Linked DNA regions of Xenopus tropicalis: region 2 is linked to region 1. The links are chromatin contacts, called in public Hi-C maps. All regions are on one chromosome and are shown on one strand. Each heading gives the region's core, a stretch centred on a gene start, on an enhancer-like site or on the middle of the called end of the contact. The rest is flanking DNA. Distances are from core to core; before and after follow the strand shown. Region 1 has its middle 83 kb from the start of dact1. Region 2 has its middle 25 kb from the start of dact1.

Region 1 (3,735 bases), core at 861-3,360:
AGGGTTAGGGACACCGGTGGCCCAGTCTGACCCTGTAGCCCGGTATCGCCCACCTTAGGTGGAAATATCGGCCACCTTAACACTAACAATTCAAAAAACTAGGTAGATAGAACTCCCATTGATTACTACATGAAGTTACAATTTTTCTGATAGGTAATTCTTTCATTTGAATTTGAAAACTTTCTTTTTGGTAAAAACTCAGATTTGAATATTAATATATTTGTCCCATATCATGATGCCAGGAGTACATCTCATGCAATATATACATTTAAGATTTTGTGAACTAAACACACATACAATCAGTTTTTTTTAAACTGCCCTTTAATAGCATCTATTGTATTTTGTATGTATGTATGTATATCTTTATTTATAAAACGCTACTTATGTACGCAGCGCTGTACATGTTTATGTTGTGACTAGGGTTGCCACCTGGACCCTGCAAAAGCCCGAGCCATTGTTACAATATACTGGTAAAGTAGTTGCCAGTAAATTTGTAATATCCTTTTGTTCTGCCCCTGGTCCAACCATTTAATCACTGATCCACTTCATTACTTTTCTCTGCTGTTCGATGGAGAATCTGTTAGCAACAAACCCACTTATGTTAAGGGTCTGCCTACATACATCATCATTCTGCTTGCTAATGTAATTGATCCACTCCCTAACACCTGGTTGTGCCCAGTAAGTCTTATTTTAAAAGGTGGCAACCCTGGTTGTGACCTTTAGTTTGATGTTTTTGTACATAGTTTTCCATGGTGAATGGACATATGTCTGTGTCCCAAATGGATCTTCTTGTTCTGCACGATATCTCCCACAATATTCATAAGAGGGATTAAAACGACCTCATTTAAAACTTAGCTGTAACTTTGGTGGGGACTGGGGTCGACAGAGTTTGGTGAGGCGCTATTAGTAAAATATTGTAGCTGAACTTACTACTTTTATTATTTTAACCATCTTGTCTGACTGTCCCATCAATCACTGGCTTTAAAGCAAACATTCCCTGCTTTTTTATTTCAGTAAACATTGACAAAATTATTTATGTATTGCCTTCAAATACCTTCCAATGCAAGAAAGTACCCCTTTGGTAAAATAAATAGTTGTAAAGAGTTCATGATAAGTGGAGGCATTTAGTTATGTTGCAAGCTTTCAGTTACTCCTTTTGTGTTCCTTCTGAAAGGTCCAAAGATCCTTAAGGTGCCTAAATATGGGCCAATACCCAAAATAACACCCTCTCTAATAAATGTCTGACTGAGGCTCAGACAGATATTAATCTGGCTGGGTGGAAAACCCCTCTAGCTGAAGTCCACAGTGAACATCAAATGTCTCATCTGCTCCCATTGTATCTAAAGGTCCCCATACAGGAGCCGATTCTAACTGCCGATATCGGTCCCTTAGACTGATTCAGCAGCTAATCGGGCCGTGTATGGGCACTCCCGACGGGCCTGCCCGACCGATATCTGGCCTGAAATCAGCCAGATATCGATCGGGCAGGTTAGAAAATCTAGTCATATCGGGGACCGCATCAGCTCATTGATGCGGTCCGCGGATCAACTTTGCCTATGCCCTTCATTATAATTCGATCGTTTGGCCCCAGGGCCAAACGATCGAATTACCCTGGATTCTCCCAATATCGCCCACCCGTAGGATCTGCCCATGTATGGGGACCTTAATTGTTAGCAAATATCTGCAACCTTTCTGAAGATCAGGCTTCCCAGCTGCTGAAAAGTCTGTATCCCAAACCCATTCTTCTGGGGACAGAGATACTACTCTTTCCTTTCTTCTCTGGCAATATCTGAGTACTTGCACTAAAGCAGCATTCACTTTTCCCACTTAAGATTATAATGCATTCCACCATCATTGTCTTCCTTGGTTATTGAAGCATCTTCCTAAATTGCTTGATATACTTTTTTCTTTTCAGTCTATCAGACATTCTGGGACCTAGCTTTTCTACTTGTCTCTCCCTTGTCTGTCCCTTTTCTCAGTATTTTGTCCCCTACAAGCTTATACAGCTGCAGAGAACACACCACTTCCAATGCCTACTCTAGAGGGTGGGGGGAGAGCAGAGACACACTGAAGCATTGAGGTTAGAGGGGCTGCTTGGGGCTTTTGAAATCATTAACAATGGTTTTGTTTTTAGACTTAAGCCCAGAGTGTGAAACTTTGGATTTGCCTTCATGCAGGTCACCTGGAAAAACAGAGAAAGCTTTAATTACAGCTCTCTGCTCTGTAGTTTAAACTCAAAGGCTTATCACAGCTAACTCTGACAATCCTTGTTACACAGACAAGTCCCCTTAAAATAAACAGGCCCTTAGACACAGTAACACTCCAAAAGAAATGGCAAAGCATTTGTTCCTTTCAAGGATGTGATATCAGATAAATCTGGCGTCTTCTGTTTTTAGGCAGAATTACTATCCACAAGAATCTAGCAAATGTGTTTAAATTATCCTTAGTTGAAACAAATAGGCAATAGTGAGTTAAAACAGAAATGCAATAGTATCTTTTAATCCTTAGTATAAGTAAAGTAAACAGAGGCATGGAACACCCTATGTGCAAGTAAAGGTGGGACTGCTTTGGCTCATTGATGCAGTCCTCCAATCCGCTCATTTGGTGGCCTCGCCAAACAAGCAAATCTTAACATGTATGGCCATCTTAAGTTTGAATAGGCAGGGTCACATGATCACAATACACTTTGGTGAACATCACCATTATCATATATATAGTAAAGTTACATAGCACTTTACATTCATTTCTAACACACAGGGGTCTGAACATAATTTAACAAACAAAGGTTTGTTCCTTTCAAGGAGGCGATATTAGATAAATCTGGTGTCTTCTGTTTTTAGGAAAAAATCACTATTAGTGATCACCATTTATATATTAAACTTACATAGCATTTACATTATTATATAATAAATAGGGTCTTATGATTATTGAACAAACAAGGGTTTTAGAATAAAAATGGAATCAAAAGGCCAGAGTCAGTCCAAGTAGTGTTGCTTGCTGCCTAAGGCAATGTTACCTGGCAAGCTCATACTCATAGCCACCCTTCACCACCACTTCCATCACCATCATGCCAAATATATAAATACTATACATGTACGTAAACTGTGACATTCCATTTTCCCTTGTCTTCCCAAAAAGCACAGCCTATTGTTTTCAATATGCAGAAAGGAAGGAAAATATCCAGTGAATGCTGTGGGTAATTCTCAATTTGCTAATTGGTTGCAACCATATGTAGAAAGCAAGCGGTGGTTAAATATGAAACAGACTGCTGGCAGTTTGAGCTGTTCTGATAGCAAAAGTATGTAGCATTTGGTCTAGATATTCCTTTCTGTTTCCAGCATTTGGCAGAGCGCTGTATAGTATTTTAAGAATCTGTTCAAACGTGCCTCCTATTGGGAACATTTATGGAAAAGTATAAAAATACATTTTAAAAAGAATCAAAGAAAAATTTGTCTCTTTCAGTGCTGCACCTGGTGCTCAGCGTGTGTCCAAGCTTTATTCTTTTTAGGGCTCTTAACCAAACCCAAGAATTTGAGCTGTAGAGTCATTCTACTCATTTATTCTTAAAGAAATATTCTTGTTTTAGCATCACTACTTATATTAACAATTTATATGCAGACTTTTTACCTATGATATCTTATTTTTAAAAAAAAAAACAATATATAATTGAAAAGTCACATTAGACAAAAATGAACCTGCACGGTTTTGGTTAGTATATGGCAATGCCTATGTTGG
Region 2 (3,735 bases), core at 361-2,860, 59 kb before region 1:
CAGCCTGATATTGCCTACGTTAGGTGTTCATATCAGAAAAGATGCCCTGGTTTGGCAAGCTTTTTGATGATGATGTCCAACAGCTGGTCTTAGGGCTGTGACACATGGGGAGATTAGTTGCCGTGCAACAAATCTTCCTTGTTGCGGGCGACTAATCTCCCCGAAATGCCATCTCACCAGCTAGAATGTAAATCGCCGGTGGGATGGCATACGCGGTGCCGCGATTTGCCTGAAGTCGCCAAAGTTGCCTTGTGAGGAGACTTCGCTGACTTCGGCAAGTCACGGTGTCGCCCATGCCATCCCACCGGTGATTTACATTCTAGCTGGTAGGACAGCATTGCAGGGAGATTAGTCGCCCGCAACAAGGGAGATTTGTTTCGACGTGACTAATCTCCCTGTGTTCCACAGCCCTTAACTAACCATGGGAGGGAGCGTTTAGTTTAATAGCCTGATATTCATTGTGTAAACATGTGCTGCTTTTTAGGAACTAAGAGGAACAGGTAAGTGTTTTGATTTTCTACTTTTAGCCCACAGAGGTCTTTGCACAATTTAAGAACTGACATATTCTACCATTACATTGATATTCTGTAGTTAGTGTAATGGCACGCGGGTTGCCCCCCCCATGTGAAAACAGATATACCCAAAATTGCCATTTCATTGTGGTGCATTGATATCACTTTGAGTATGTCAGTTAAACCAGTGGTTCCCAACCATTTTTGCACCACGAACCGGTTTCAAGCAAGACAGTTTTTCCAAGGACCGGGGATGGGGTGTGCGGTGCAACTAGTGCTAGTTACATTTTATATTATGCACTTTACTATTAATATTATTATTACATACAGCTTAATAAAGTACTTTGGTCCTTGTCGTAATCAGTAGAAATCTTCCTGGGCTTCGCATAGCTATTGTCATGGCTGTGTAATGCATCAGGGAGTTGGGATCACAGGTAATTGGGAGCAGAGGTGGCCCGGTTCAGCACAGCCCACGGCCCGGCACTGGTCCCCGGACCGGTGGTTGGGGACCCCTGAGTTAAACAACATAATCATAAAATGCGAATATGGCCATTTTCGCTCAATTATGTGTTTTACTGACTTAACTGTGTGCCACTTTAGTAGAGCTTTTTTTTTCAATTTTGTCACCAGCAATTTCTTGCAGATGACAAAACACTTCATTTTCAGTACTCTTTGGGTATTGGACCAAAGAAATGAAACAAAGGAAATAGGCCATGGACCTGTATGGCCACTCAGCCAGAGGCAGTTTTTCGGCCTGCGGTTAAGCGCAGACTGAGAATATGCCCCTACACTTTCAATATCTAAAAGTTGTCCTGTACCCATAAGCATTGCTTCAGCCTGGGTGCAGGCACATGCAGTGTATTTCAGGCTGAAACTGCATATTCAAGCAGTTTCTGGCTAATATAAGTTGTATGTGCCTGCAACCAGGCTGAAGCAACGCTTCTGGGTACAGGACAACTTTTAGATCCTTCAGTCTATTCAGCATAGAGTTGGATTCTCAGCCTGTATTTATCCGCAGGCCAAGAATCTGCCCTGTGTGGCACTAGCCTAAGGCAAATGGCAGCCAAAGTTATCTTCTCCCCTCAGTTGAGTTGATGACTAATGTTTACTGTCAGGCTGCTTGCTAATCATGTAGCACACACCTACTTCAAAGAAATATATACCATCTCCTTCGTTATCTGGTACTTTACAAACAATTGTATCTCCAAACAGACTGAATGATTTATTATCCACTCTAGATACAGTTGCATCTGAAGGACATTTCAGAAATGTAAACTCAAGAGGACAAAGGCAAAGTAACCGACTCACAGGCACATTTTTAAAGCCGTGCATTTAAAAAAAAAAACAGTCTGGCTAAAATTAACCGAATAATTACAAAGTTGCAGTTTTTAGGGCTCTGGCACACGAAGAGATTAGTCGCCCGCAACAAATCTCCCTGTTTGCGGGGACTAATCTCCCCGAATTGCCATTCCGCCTGCGCAGCGTGTGCCATCCCACCGGATACTTACATTTTCGCCGGTGGGATGGCAATTCGGGGAGATTAGTCGCCCGCGAACAGGGAGATTTATCGCAGGCGACTAATCTCTCCGTGTGCCAGAGCCCTTAGAGTAAACTGGGTGTCATTTCCGTATGTAAAGCTTTGGGTGTGCTAAGAGTATGTATGCAAAAGGTCTTAAGCTGGCCATACACGTGGCGATCCGACGATGTTTCGTACGACCATCGGTCGCACGAAACATCGTCAGATCCGCCACACACCATTCAGGGCTGAATCGGCAGGTAAGGAGGTAGAAACAATAGGATTTCTACCTCCTACGAGGTTTCGTACGATAATATCGGTGCGTGTATGGCCACCTTTACTTCTCTACAGCTAAAAGGGTGACCTGGTCAGCTTATCTTCTTATAGAAAGCCGCTCTAGGAAGGGGGTTAAGACTAAAGCTGGCCATACACGTGGCGATCTCACGATGTTTCGTACGACCGTCGGTCGCACGAAACATCGTCAGATCCGCCACACACCATTCAGGGCTGAATCGGCAGGTAAGGAGGTAGAAACAATAGGATTTCTACCTCCTTCTGCCGATTCAGCTCTGAAGGGAGAATTTTGGTCAGGCGCCTTCTATGGCGCCCGATCAAAATTTTCTAACCTGGCCGATCGGCGAGTCGACCGATATCAGCAGCTTCCTGCGATATCGGTCGGCTCGCTGACATGCCATACACGCACCGATTATCGTACGAAACGAGGTTTCGTACGATAATATCGGTGCGTGTATGGCCACCTTAAGGCCAGCTTTTCGAATACCTTCCTGTCATTGCACGGAAGGAGAGGAAATCAGACACAAGCATTTGCAGGCCAAATTCTATATTCATTTTCAGTGTCAGCTTCTCGCACTGTAGGTACAGGTATGGGAACCATTATCAGGAAACCTGTTATGCAGAAACCTCCAAAGGCCATCTCCCATAGACTCCATTTAAGAAAACAATTCTAATTTTTAAAAATGATTTCCTTTTTCTCTGTAATAATAAAACAGTGCCTTGTACTTAATCCCAACTAAGCTATAATTAATCTTTCAGACGCAAAACAATTCTATTATGTTTATTTAATGTTTTTTTGGCAGACTAAAGCTGGCCATACATGTGGCGATGGTCGTATGAAACATCGTCAGATCCGCCACACACCATTCAGGGCTGAATCGGCAGGTAAGGAGGTAGAAACAATAGGATTTCTAGCTCCTTCTGCCGATTCAGCGCTGAAGGGAGATTTTGGTCAGGCGCCTTCTATGGCGCCCGATCAAAATTTTCAAACTGGTCCGATCGGCGAGTCGGCCGATATCAGCAGCTTCCTGCGATATCGGTCGACTCGCCGACATACCATACACGCACCGAATATCGTACGAAACGAGGTTTCGTACGATATTATCGGTGCGTGTATGGCCACCTTTAAAGTATGAAGATCCAAATTATGGAAAGACCCCTTATCCGTAAAAACCCCCAGGTCCTGAGCATTCTGGATAACAGGTCTCATACATGTACAAATCTGCAGGGATGAATGAAGCTAATTACCGAGGAGCTGCTTTATCAAATTGTAAAGGAGAAATGATAGTGTATCAGTAAAACATCTCCATCCATTTAAATATTTATTTTTCATGCTAGAAAGATTTATTCCAGCTCAGAAAAATGGAAAGGATGTTAGTACCAAAGAGTATGTTTATGAATGGTTGTCTTGCA

What was found. Hi-C and Micro-C count contacts between places; a contact is called where the count stands out from the background.
Region 2: a contact with region 1 is called in a Hi-C map of tailbud embryo, with 2.2 times the contacts expected there. The contact joins two enhancer-like sites. A contact is called at or near these places in 3 of 5 Hi-C or Micro-C datasets (gastrula embryo, neurula embryo and tailbud embryo).

Annotation. Positions count from the first base shown.
Region 1 is chr8:103,238,961-103,242,695 of UCB_Xtro_10.0, reverse strand. No RefSeq gene overlaps it. Among named protein-coding and RNA genes, the nearest start is that of dact1, 83 kb to the left of the region's middle. Within about 2 kb of position 2,110, at least 3 of the 11 cell types and tissues checked have an H3K27ac peak or open chromatin away from gene starts, as enhancers often do. A contact at or near this core is called in gastrula embryo and neurula embryo, where this site is marked.
Region 2 is chr8:103,297,351-103,301,085 of UCB_Xtro_10.0, reverse strand. No RefSeq gene overlaps it. Among named protein-coding and RNA genes, the nearest start is that of dact1, 25 kb to the left of the region's middle. Within about 2 kb of position 1,610, at least 2 of the 11 cell types and tissues checked have an H3K27ac peak or open chromatin away from gene starts, as enhancers often do. A contact at or near this core is called in gastrula embryo and neurula embryo, where this site is marked.